Linked DNA regions of Mus musculus: region 1 is linked to region 2. Evidence: chromatin contacts called from public Micro-C data. All regions are on one chromosome and are shown on one strand. The core of a region is the stretch at or near the end of the contact, and the rest is flanking DNA. Distances in the headings are between cores, read along the strand shown. Region 1 overlaps Mylk4 (myosin light chain kinase family, member 4). Region 2 has its middle 35 kb from the start of Gm40876.

Region 1 (6,585 bases), core at 3,247-5,746, 290 kb before region 2:
CATCATATGTCCTTATTTCCCACCATAGCCCTTTGAGACTGAAGCTTGTGTCCATAACATTGGGTTACATTGCTAGGCTTTTACTTGGATCCTAGGGATCCAAACTCAGGTCTTTAGGCTTGCGCACAAGACTCTCTTACCTGCTGAGATATCTTCCCAGCCTGAATAAAATCTGAAGAAATGAATGTTTCCTGAAGAATTCTCTCATAATTTTTTCCAGGTATATTTGTGGCATGAGAGGTAAATGTTTACATAAAATTAAATTCCAAGAGATTTGTGTTATCTGAATATAAAAATGCTGAATTAATTAAACTTAATTATTAAGTAATACTTAATTTACTATTTAGTATATACTTAGAACAAGATAAGTGCTCAGGAAATATGTATTGGATAAATGCCAAGTTTAAATAACTTAGTTGTTTTGGAGCCAGACAATAGTAACTCAAACCTTTAATTCCAGCATTCACGAGGCAGAGGTGGATCTCTGAGTTCCAGGACATCCAAGGCTACACAGAGAAATCCTGTCTTAAGAAAAACAAAAACAAAAACAAAAACAAAAATAAAATTGAATGAATGAATGAATTAGTTAATAAAATAAAGAACATAGCTGTTTCCACTCCCCTCTCTTTATACCCTTGCTGAATGTATGTAGTAGCTGTTTTAATAATTAAATAGGGATGATCAAATTCATGAACAGCAATGGTCATGGGAAAATATGAAGACCATTAGGAGAAATATTATTGAGCAGCTATTTATGTTAGGATTCATGTCAATGTGGACTATCACTTAAATATACATGGTAGAAGGTGGAAAGTGGGAGAAATTGGATAGTGGTAGAATATAACTTGCATAGTTTTATTGGGTGTTTTATTTCCATTCAGCCAGCAAAAATTCAACTCTGCACTTAAAATGCCACTGAAATAAAGACTAAAACATTTTACAAGAGTCATATACAATATCAAATATTTCAGTGACATAAGGAAATAATTCATGTTTCTCCCCTTTCCTCTATGCTTTAATTAAAATATGAATTATACAGGGTCATTTTCCAAAAAGATGGCTCAATTAATTTCTCATGGTCAAATGAAAAATGGTCCCGGGCTTGGAAGCATACAAGAAAAAAAAAGTTGAGTTGCTGGAGATCAGACCAAGAATCTCGTCCATGCTAAGAGAGTATTTCATTGAACATCAGCTCCAGCCCCAGAAATATGACTGCCTTGGAACTTCAGATTTCTCGCTGTTTTGCATTGTCTAAATGTGACCCCAAAGAGTTTGTGAATGACATTTCTTTTCAAAGACACCAGATAACATATTCTTGAGTTAAAGTCCATTCATACCAGAAGTGGAAATTTATATCTAGTGTCATTAGGAATAAGACAGGTGACTGATTTGTATTTCAGTTTTACATGAGCAGATTTTTACTCTTAGACATGTTACTTGGTGCAGAAAGGAGGGGTAGACTTCTTGATGGACAGCCCCTCTCTTGTCATCTTACAGATGACATCCCTGCTCCTGCCGCTCCATTTGATCATCGGATGGTAATGGCCAAACATGCTTCAGTGGACAATCTGTACACCGTGAGCAAATCTGAGATCCTAGGAGGGTGAGTGAAGCTCTGCTTGAACAGCCACCCCTCAGTAAAATCAGGGAGCCTTCCCGAGGCCGAGCCCAAGATGAAGAAATGTTTGCTGGTCTTGACTTGAGAACTGAAAACACTAAGAACAAACATTTCAAGAGGTTTTAACCATTTTTGAAAAATATCACCAGTCCCATAAGGTTGGCATATACTTCTGGTTTAACATTGGCTTTATTTGCCATGTCATAAAGTCTGAGAGTAGGAAAAACCCAGTGTGACTCGCCAAAAGGTCCAGGAACTGTCTAAAGCCAGGGTTAGCACCTAGGAGGTGAAATGCATCAGATCCATGCCTTTGCAGTGCCATGGAGTTCATATTTCTGCTGGTTTTTCATTCCTGTTGTTTTAGCTTTTGTTTTAGCACCAAGTACAGGATACTAGTTAGTAGTAGACATGTTGGTAGTAAAGTGTTCATTATGCAGTAGCTTATCTTTTACTTAGAGGAGACATTGAAACAGGCCAAATACCACCGGATTCTCAACAGTTTTCTTTGGTTCATCTTCTTTTCTTGGGTGTTAGGATACTTATATGTCAATGTTGTCATTTGGGTTAAAAAAGAATCTCAACCAATGTGTATAAGAGACTATAGGCTACTCCATGGCATTATTAGATGATGGCAGCACCTTTAGGAAGTGAGGTGTATCTGAATGAAATTAGGCAACCAGTCCTGGAAGGGAGAAGTGGAAACGACTCTCATCCTTTTCTACCCTTTGCTTCCTTGCTGCCATGAAGTGTGCAGCTCTTCTGCTGCTATGATGTGCCATGCTACTGCAGGCCCAAAGCACCAGGGCTGGGTGGGCATAGGCTGAACCCTCTGAACCCAGGAGTCAAAACAAACCTTCCTTCCCTTAGGAAACCTTCCTTCCCTTAGGCTAACTTGTGTATACCTCAAGTCTGTGTTCAGCTAGCATGAGTCTGGTGTTCCAGCATGGACCTTATGTGGTGGTCTCAGTATCAAGGTCCTTCTAGAATAAGTCATGTGAGAGCCTTAGCATGGAGAGATAACTGGAGTCAGACAGTGAAGGAACATCACTGCTGACCAGGCACTTCTAGGATTAGTGCTAATGAAAAAAAAAGACATTCTCTTATTTATGATTACATGGGAAGTACATGTGCCTGTATTCACATGTGCCAGCACAGAGGGCCACTATAGTGAGTGTTGGAATCTAAGCAGTCACTTATGTGCACTCATAGTAGTACAGAGTAATTTTGGGTGCTACTATTCCTGTACATGTCAAGCATGATCACACTCATCTCGGCAGGTGACAGAAATATGCTTTTTTTTCTGGTTCTCTATGTTGTTATGAAAGATTCCCTTTCCCTTTCTGCCATGAAAGCCACTGTGCGCAGAGCAGAGACCTATGTCCTACCTTGCTTTATTAAATAAGCATTAAGGGAAGCAAGCCAAGTTTCCCTTGTGTATGTACTTCTGAATACAGTTACATAAGTGAGATGCTATAGTAATCTGTTTTCTATTATAATGAAATGCTGGGTACTTTGTGATGACACAAAGATAAGTTAGTCAGTCTACAATTCTGAAGAATTAGTAGTGTGTTACCAGCATCACTTGGCTATGGTGAAGAGCCCTTTTGCTGCATCACATCATAGTAGATGAGAGAAAGAGAGAGAGAGAGAGAGAGAGAGAGAGAGAGAGAGAGAGAGAGAGAGAGAGAGAGAGAGAGAGAAGAGAGAGAAGAGAGAGAGAGAGAACGAATCATATAGAACAGGAAGCCATAGAACAATTGGAGTTTGCTTTGTAATTACTCTTTCTTGACAACTAACTAGGGCACAATAAGAACTATATCAGTTCACTCCCCAAAGCTCTAGTGACACAATTACTTACCAATAGGTCCTAGCTCTTAAAGACTCAATGCAACTATCAGCACCTCTGCTCTGAGGACTCAGTTTCTACCACTTGAACCGCTGGGAACACAGTTAAACCATGTCCATAGAAGCAGCTATCTTATAAAGTATTAAGTTGATATCTAAGCTAACATAAAAGTCTTCACTGGGGACTCATTGGCTACAATATGTACTTTTGATTTTTATGATTCTATGTGCAAATTGTTATTTTATTTAAATGCAGTTTCTAGAATGATTTTAATCCCTGAATTTTATCCCTGACCCATAAGTTGTATTGTTCATATGCTTACAAATTCCATTTTCTACATTTATATGTATTCAGAAAGTTTTTAATTATCTGTACTAGTAGTTTTCAAATTTTAGTATGCCTAGGAATCAGCTGAATGAACTCTGGGGCTATGCCTTCATGCATGAATAGGACAAATGCAGGGCCCTGGAACAGTATTCTTAATGTTCCATTTATGAGGGGGACGTAGGCAACCCATAGAACTCACCTTGGCCAATGCTATTCTAGATACACTAGATGTACTTGTAGGTTTGCTCACTCACGAGACAAATGCCTAGGCAACTCATACTGTCCCACCTGGCAGGGGCTGATACAGGGCCCTGCAGACTACTGTGTCCAACTAAACTGTCTCTTCTTTGGCAGGGGGCGTTTTGGTCAGGTACATAAGTGTGAAGAGAAAGCAACAGGCCTGAAGCTGGCTGCTAAAATCATTAAGACTAGAGGTGCAAAGGACAAGGTAAGGGCAGTGGGAGTTGAGTCTCTAATTTGGACCAGTCTTCACCACACTAATTGACTGTTCCCTTTTCCTCAGGAGGATGTGAAGAACGAGATCAGCGTCATGAACCAGCTGGACCACGTGAACCTCATTCAGCTCTATGATGCCTTTGAGTCCAAGCATGACATCATCCTTGTCATGGAGTAGTAGGTGTCCTCTCCTACCCATCCACCTTCACACAGCTTCTGCACAGCACTGATGACTCAGCCAGAACCATGGGATCTGAGTTGCCAGAGACATGGGATCTTGCCAGGGTCAGAAAGGAAATTGCTGTTAAGTGCAGTCTTCCATTGTGACTCACTGATGAGACACAGCAGGACAAAATAGATGTGGCCTATATCTAAACTGTGTCACAAACCAAGGCTGGACTTCATCCTGGGCGGTCTAGAGGAAAGTGGTTTGTGAGCTTTGTGTCCCTCAACAGTTATTTCCCTTATTCTCAAGAGCATGTTCTAAAGCCTTTAGTGGATGCCTGAGATTGGGAGTGTTCCTGAGCCTATAAGTACTTAAATAACCATGGTAAATAGTAGCTTATAAGCTAGCAGCTCATCGTAAAATGAATCAACTATGACACTATACGTTGTGTGAATGCAGTCTCTGTTTCAGAATATCTTGTGCTACACTGATCCCAGGTAACAATGAGTAGCTAAACCCCAGCAAAAGGACGCTCTGCATGAGGTGGTTAATCATTCATGAGCGTAAAGCGCATGCCCAGCCCCTGATCCTAGGCTAAGCGGCTTCATTTCAGAACCACTTTTGTAAAGATTCAATCAGCTCAGGTGGGAGGTAGACTGCCTGCCTAGTGTATGTGATGCCCTGGTTTCCATCCAAGTCCTACCGGTGACCACCAGCACACCCACCCCAAGATGCAAGCAGTTCTAATTCTGAACAGACATGAAAACTCAGTTCATTTTTATTTCAGGTTTTAGGTTTATTGGCCATGGTATAGAAGGCATTTGGAACATGTAAGCATCCAGCGTCTGCTACATAAAAGCATTTTGCCATTACACTTAATCTAAGAACTCAAACGGCGAAGGCTGTGTCTCACCTTCTGTTAAAGCTGGAATCCCGCCTCAGAGTCCTTGAGTCCTCTTCATCCCCAGTATCTGCTATGTGATAGACTTGGATTCCCCTAGAGCTGCAGCCACCAGTGACAGGGACTTTGAGACTTTAGTTATGTGACATTGAAGATCATATGTGCAGAAGGTGTACTCAAAGTATCCAACACAAGACTCATGTAACCCATATGGCAAAGAAAGGAAGGAAATAACTGTGCACGTGTGCATGGGCACGCACACACACACATACACACACACACACACACACACACATACACACACACACACACACACACACACACACACATACACACACACACACACACACACACACACACACACACACCTATGAAAGGGCAATAGGAACTTGGGCAGCAATTGAGCACAAGAAAAGCATGTGGAGTTTACAAAGTCAAACCTGAGTTTCACCTCTTCCCTCTGCAGTGTGGAGGGTGGGGAGCTCTTTGACCGCATCATTGATGAAAACTGCAACTTGACAGAGCTGGACACCATCCTGTTCATGAAGCAGATCTGTGAGGGGATACGGTACATGCACCAGATGTACATCCTCCACTTGGATCTCAAGGTAGAACATGGTTTTCACCCTGTGAAATGCAAAGCCTTGTTAGCTCCTCTGTCACACTGTTGGGGGGGACCTGTGAAATATGATGTACCAGCTTTGAAAAGTTGTATTGTTTCTGGTCATGTTTTCAGAAATCAGGAACAACCTGGGTCTCTCTCTCTCTCTCTCTCTCTCTCTCTCTCTCTCTCTCTCTCTCTCTCTTTCCCTCTGAGCTGTCTTGCTTCTTCACCTAGCCTCATCATGACCTTCTGGGCTCAAGCTATCTTCTCAATTCAGCTTCCCCAGATGCTGGGACAGACTCATGTCACACCACTCATTTGGGTTTTTATCTCATTCTCAACTTCTGTCACCACCTTCAGGGGCTGTTATTTGCATGTCTGTCCTTGGAGATTTTCGTTGAGATTCTTATAATTACCTACATTAAATCAACACAGGAGGCCATTTCCCTAAAAGTATAGAATTAAAACCAGCTCTATTCGCACAATATTCCTTACTCCTTACTATCAGAGTCCATGGTGGGAGAATTTTAGTCTTCAATTCCCAAGTTGCATCTGCCCTTTCCAGATCTTAAAAATCCCCAGTAGCCTCTTGGATTCTTCCAGGAAACTCTGGCTTGGGACTTACTTTCCTCTGAGTAGAAGCCATGGAGAATGAAATGCAGGCCTG
Region 2 (6,066 bases), core at 3,319-5,818:
AAACAGAACCCAAGTTTGTTAGATTTTTATTAAGCTTTCCTGCAGAGCCATTTCTCTTACATCTCTAACAGTCCTCTGTTCATGGATATTAACATGCTACACCAAATATCATTGTACATCCACTGGTATGCTGGGGTCCTACATAACATAGTTGTGCTGACCAGTTTTTATGTCAACCTGACACAAACTACAGTCATCTGGGAATAAGGAATATTAATCATAAAAATGATTTTCCAAAGAATTGGCCTGTAGGTAAGTCTGTTGGACATTTTTTTTCTTGATTGATGACTGATGGGGGGGGGGGAGCAGATCACTGCGGGCAGTGCCATCCTGGGAAAATGATCCTATATGGTATAAGAAAGCAGGCTGAGCAAACTGTGAGGAGCAAGTCAGTAAGCAGCACTGTCCCATGGTCTCTGCTTCAGTTCCTGCCTCCAGGTTCCTCCTTTGAGTTCCTACCGTGACTTCCTAGATGACAGACTATTACCTGGATGACAGACTGTAACCTGGATGACAGACTATAACCTGGAATCTGATGTAAACCTTCCTCCCCTAGTTGCTTTTGGTCATAGTGTTTTACATGGCAATAGGAAACAATAGTTGTCAAGCTGGGCCTAGACATATGCCTATTATCCTAGTATTAAGGAGGCTGAGAAGAAAAGTGAATTTGAGGCCATTCCAGGCTACACAGTAAGAGGCCTGAGGAGGCAGCTGCATGTACTACTCCCCTTGACTTTCTCCCTTCAGCAGTTCCCCCCTCACCTCATCCCTCCCCAGCTCATTCCATCCCTCCTAGCTCACTCCATCCCTCCCCAGCTCACTCCATCCCTCCTAGCTCACTCCATCCCTCCCCAGCTCATTCCATCCCTCCTAGCTCACTCCATCCTCCCCAGATTACTCCATCCCTCCCCAGCTCACTCCATCCCTCCCCAGCTCACTCCATCCCTCCTAGCTCACTCCATCCCTCCCCAGCTCACTCCATCCCTCCCCAGCTCACTCCATCCCTCCCCAGATCACTCCATCCTTCCTCAGCTTGGTACCTGAGACCTGCATTGTTCTATCCTCATGCTCTTAATTTCTTGGTTAAAAGCTTGTAACATGAAGATGCCTTTTGTTTTGTGAAGTGAATATTTAAGTCACCATGACATCTTGCTGCCCTGTAGGCTATTCTGTTGTTTGTTTGTTTGTTTCTGAAAACCACTCCCAAATGTGTAGGTGGAGCTGAGAGTTATATTAAATTCTAACACTGAAGTGAAGGATCCAGTTAAACCAAAGTCAATAAAAAGGGACAGCCAAGGTCTGACCATAAAACCTTTCACCCAATTGGCATATGCAGATGAACACTGGACTAAAAAAGGCAGTGTTAGCATGGGGGATGCTAGGACTCTCACACACAGGCCAGCAGAGTGAACAAATGGAGTTCCTGTGCACCTCTTCCAGGCTGTATTCTGAGAATTCTTAACATAAATAACTTTGAGAAGGTTACTGAAGTAGCTTTATCATCTGTATTAGTGTATCAGCTGGGGTTCTCTAAAGAAACAGAACTGATTGAATGAACAAACACACATACACGATTTATTAGAGCACTGGTTTCTCAGCCTCCCTAATTCTGCAACCCTTGAAAACAGTTCCTCCTGTTGTAGTGACCCCCAACCATAAAATTATTTCATTGCTATTTCATAACTCTAATTTTGCTGCTGTTATGAATCATAATGGAAATATCTGATATATAGGATACCTGATATCCAAGGGGGTTATGACCCACAGGTTGAGAACCACTGAATCAGCGTGTCTTACAAACTATAGCCCTGGTAGTCTAATAATGGTTGTTGCCAAACAGGAAAGCCAAGAATCCAGTAGTTGACCAGTCCAAGAGATTGCATGGCTCAGCAATCCCAGTTTGGGGGTAGATTCTCTGGGGATTCCTAGAGAGCTACTGATTGGAACCTTGAAAGAATAAGTTCTAATCCCAGCAAAGGAATGTCCCAGCAATGTCAGAGATGAATTTGCCAGTGCTAGTGAGGGACAGCAGGCAAGAAGCAAAAGCTTCCTTCTTGCAAGTCCTTTTATATGGGCTTCCACAAGCAGGTATGGCCCAGATTTTAGATGGGTCTCCCTGCCTCAAATAATCCAACCAAGAAAATCCCACAGACCATGCTGAGATGCTTGCCTTCTAAGTCTATCTAGTAGTCACGTTGAAAACCAAGATTAAAAACTACTCCTACTACAGAGATTGACTGGAGAAATTTAATAAAATTGCATGTTTATTGTTTATTTGTTTTTATTCATCATAATCATTGCCAATGTGTAATGAGTCCGATAATTTCTGCAGAAGCGCATTCAACACAGATCGCTTATATCTCCTCTTCTTCCCTGTATCACGGTAGCAGCCAGCCTCAAGGGCTGACAAAGATTTATGGTTTAGAAAACTGTTAGTTGGTTTGCATGTATCTATAAAAATCCACTAGAATTCAGGAAGGCCCTGACAGAGTCCTTTGTCATGACTCTGCCCATCTTTAATCACCTCGACAAGTTCACTAGCTTCTCTTAACCATGCCTTCTCCAAGTCTAACATAGAGTAGGTGCAATATACATTGCAAAAATAGTGGACAATGTTGCTTAGATACCTCATTTCATACGACCATCCAGAAAAGTGTTAAGGGAATCGGTTGGTGCAGACCTGTTAAGAACAATATCTTCTCCATAAGAACATTACGCAGGGACAGCTGTAGTATCAGATTATTAAGATCAGTAGTGGAAAAAATAGATCTGAGGTCCAGCTTGAGAAGTGCTACCTAAATTGATCTATTTTAATACAGAGTAACAACCTTGAAAAGACCCATAGTAACTATGATGGTTAGAATAGGTATGGCCCCATAGACTCCTGTATTTGAATGCTTGGCCCATATGGAGTGGCACTATTAGGAGGTGTGGCCTTGTTGGAGTAGGTGTGACTGTGTTGGAGGAAGTATGTCACTGTGGGGGTGAGCTTTAAGGTCTCCTCTGCTCAAGCTCTGCACAGTGTGGCACATGGATTCCTTCTGTTGCCTGTGGATCAAGATATAGAACTCTTACCTCCTTCCCCAGCACCATGTCTGCCCGCATACTGCCATGCTTCCTGCCATGGTGATAATGGACTAAACCTCTGAAACTGTAAGCCACTCTCAATTAAATATTTTCCTTTATAAAAGTTGCCTATGGTCATATTGTCTCTTCACAGCAATGAAACACAAAACAAGACAGTAACTTACCTGTTTAGTAGTTGTTTTATGGTTTAGACGTGAAATGTTACCCGCAGGCTCCTGTGTTTGAGTACTTCATGATTAGTTAGTTGATGGTGCTGGTTTTGGGACATTGCAGACCCTTTTGCTTCTGGGCCTGTGTGGCATAAATACATCTGTTAGGGTTATACTTGGGGGTTGTAAGCCAGCTCTGCCTCTGGCCTAAATTCTTGCTTACTGATTCAAGCTCATGTTCCTACTGTCACAGACAGGCCTTCCCTACCATGGTGAACTGACTGTGTGTCCTTTTAAACCCTGAACCAGAATACATTTCTCCCTTAAGTTGTTTCTTACCAGGTATTTGGCAGAGCAACAACAACAACAACAACAAAAAAAGGGTAACAAATTCAGACCTTCGTTCAGAATTGATGATTTTGTCCTTTTCATTACACCACAGATGTGTAGTAGAACACACATTGTACTTTAGAAACATACGTGCTTATTATGTGTTTGTTAAAAAAGAGAATAGCCAGGTACTTATACTTCCAGCTGCTTATCAGGCTGAGGCAGGGCATTCACTTGAGCTCTGGAGTTTGATAGCAGCCTGGAGTATATAGGATAACACTGTCACAAGACCAAACAAGGGGGTTGGTAGTTAAAGACAGACAGACAGACAGACAGACAGACAGACAGACAGACAGAAACAGACAGACAGAAAGACAGAGAGAATTTCTGGTCTCATTTCCCCAAGACTGAAAGTTATCCATATGTAAATTGTGAAACACAATGAGAAGCTCTCTTGACCAAGCAAAGCCTTCCTGACACCTTGGAAAGCCCTGTGCCAGCATCCGTCTTCTCCATGTGACAGAGTGACCTGGAGGCAGGAGAAGATTCACCTAGTCAGTGCACTCAAAGTACTCAGATCAGTACCAGGCCCAGAGTAAGTGCTCAATAAATATGCATATGGTCACTGGGTTGTTGTTGTTGTTGTTGTTGTTGTTGTTGTTGTTGCTAATTGCTAAGGTTAACCATTTGAGGCTTCTTTGAAACACTGACTAGGGTATGTGTTCAGAACAACTCTTCTTGGTGGCAAATATTTTTTGAATTAACAAATGAACTGGCTGCCCCTGGGGCATGCTATTTTTACTGTTTTTAAAAATGGCCTTGCACACTGTTCTGTGGGTGGGTGGGCAGCTGTTTACAATTACAGCCATACATGTGGTCTTCAGGTACGCCAAGGTTGGGGAGTCTGGCTTCAAGCAGTTCACTGCTGCATCCTGCTACAGGCCAAACCACACCAAATGGAAATGTACTAAAAGAGATGGGCAGAGTGAAGGGCTCTCTGAAAAACAGAAAAGTGAGTCATGCTCATAAAATACTGTTGCCATGGAAACTCTTTACACACACTGGCCCTTGGGGTGGGGAAAGATTTCCGTGAACTAGTTTTTGGCCTTTGTCAAAAAGGTCGGTATTCTCACAATGGCTTCTCACTTCTTTACTGGTTGGACCAGAAGACTATTTGGTGGTGAAAGACCTTCTCCATTCAGAGGTTGCATGAAGAAACCCTCCTTGTTTGACAGTTGTAAACTCTAAAGCCTGTGTCTAGCAGTCCGGTGGCCAGCAGCTATTGCTGAATGTAAGGGGTGGTTTAGATTTCCATTTTCTTTATTTTAGGATCATGAGGCATATGAATTACACAAAAGATTTCAGGCATTCTTCTTGTCAGTGCAAAGGTCTCCAGGGCCTGAAACCTGGCTGTCCCCGTGTGTGTGTGTGTATGTGTGTGTGTGTGTGTGTGTGTGTGTGTGTGTGTTGTATGTATGGATTGGGTATTTGGGGTATTATATTGTGGCTTGTGATGCATGTGGCTGGATGTGTGTGCTGAGGGATAGGAGTGTTGGGTATATGTGGCATGACATGTATGTATATTGGTTGTATATGAGTTGAGTTTATCTGTTTTCAGAGTGTATTGCTTGGCTTATAGTGAGAATGAAGAGCTGTGTGTGTGTGTGTGTGTGTGTGTGTGTGTGTGTGTGTGTCCAAGATCCTAGCTAGATAGGAAGGATTGCTATCCCCAACCAGCAAATCCTTCTATTTCCTTCTACAATCACTGTCTGAGTCAAAATGTTACACTTATACACACCTAAGAGAAGGCCAGCCACCCAGCTAATGGCCCATATCTGAAGGACAATAATGTACATATGTCAACTGGATGTTGCCAACTATGGTGCCTGAGCTTTCCATGACTGTGACTGTAACATTCATGTTTCTACTACTTCTTTCCATCTTGTTCATGTTCATCACCTAAGGACCCAGGAGAAAATGTTCAGAAAAGGAGGCGAGTGTTAGGGTTTGGATCTGCAATGTCCTCTCTGAGCTTCTGTTCATCTTTTTCTAGAAAGAGGTGTTGTTTTGGGAGAGTGGGGCCTTTTGGAAGCTGGGCTTATGTGTGAGACTTTAAAAGTTTATAACTTAGCCAGACTCCAGCCGCTCTCTTTCCCCCATAATGTGAATAGATGCAGTTCCATGCTCCCATGCCTGCTGTTCCCAAACCCTGAACTCCACTATGTTCTCCCCACCATGATGGGCTGAATACGCTGACGTCAAACCTCCCTACCTGACGTCTTTCCTGACAGGTACTTTTGTCGCCATGATGTAAGGGGAACCCCTCAAGGAAAGGAGGGATATCAGGTAGAAAGGGAAGCAGCGATGAGGCAGGAGACAGGGGCGAGGAGAGGGCTAAGCAGGCATTTCTTGGCTGCCATTATGCATCTGGCACGTGCTGCCAAGGACCCACACCCTCCACCCTCCCGGAAACAGAGAACAATTGCCCGAGTGTACCTCA

What was found. A called contact is a pair of places that touch in the nucleus more often than the background predicts.
Region 1: a Micro-C map of muscle stem cells shows a contact between it and region 2, with 5 times the contacts expected there. The contact joins two enhancer-like sites. A contact is called at or near these places in 1 of 15 datasets of contacts at CTCF or cohesin (large pre-B cells) and 6 of 484 Hi-C or Micro-C datasets (the AML12 cell line, adipose-derived mesenchymal stem cells, cortical neurons and 3 more).

The regions. Positions count from the first base shown.
Region 1 is chr13:32,719,797-32,726,381 of GRCm38.p6, reverse strand. It overlaps Mylk4 (myosin light chain kinase family, member 4), which reads left to right. Exons shown (of 15, transcript NM_001368880.1): 6 at 1,498-1,603; 7 at 4,146-4,239; 8 at 4,315-4,424; 9 at 5,781-5,922. Among named protein-coding and RNA genes, the nearest start is that of Mylk4, 61 kb to the left of the region's middle. Within about 2 kb of position 4,496, at least 36 of the 459 cell types and tissues checked have an H3K27ac peak or open chromatin away from gene starts, as enhancers often do. A contact at or near this core is called in adipose-derived mesenchymal stem cells and muscle stem cells, where this site is marked.
Region 2 is chr13:32,427,168-32,433,233 of GRCm38.p6, reverse strand. No RefSeq gene overlaps it. Among named protein-coding and RNA genes, the nearest start is that of Gm40876, 35 kb to the left of the region's middle. Within about 2 kb of position 4,568, at least 55 of the 459 cell types and tissues checked have an H3K27ac peak or open chromatin away from gene starts, as enhancers often do. A contact at or near this core is called in adipose-derived mesenchymal stem cells and muscle stem cells, where this site is marked.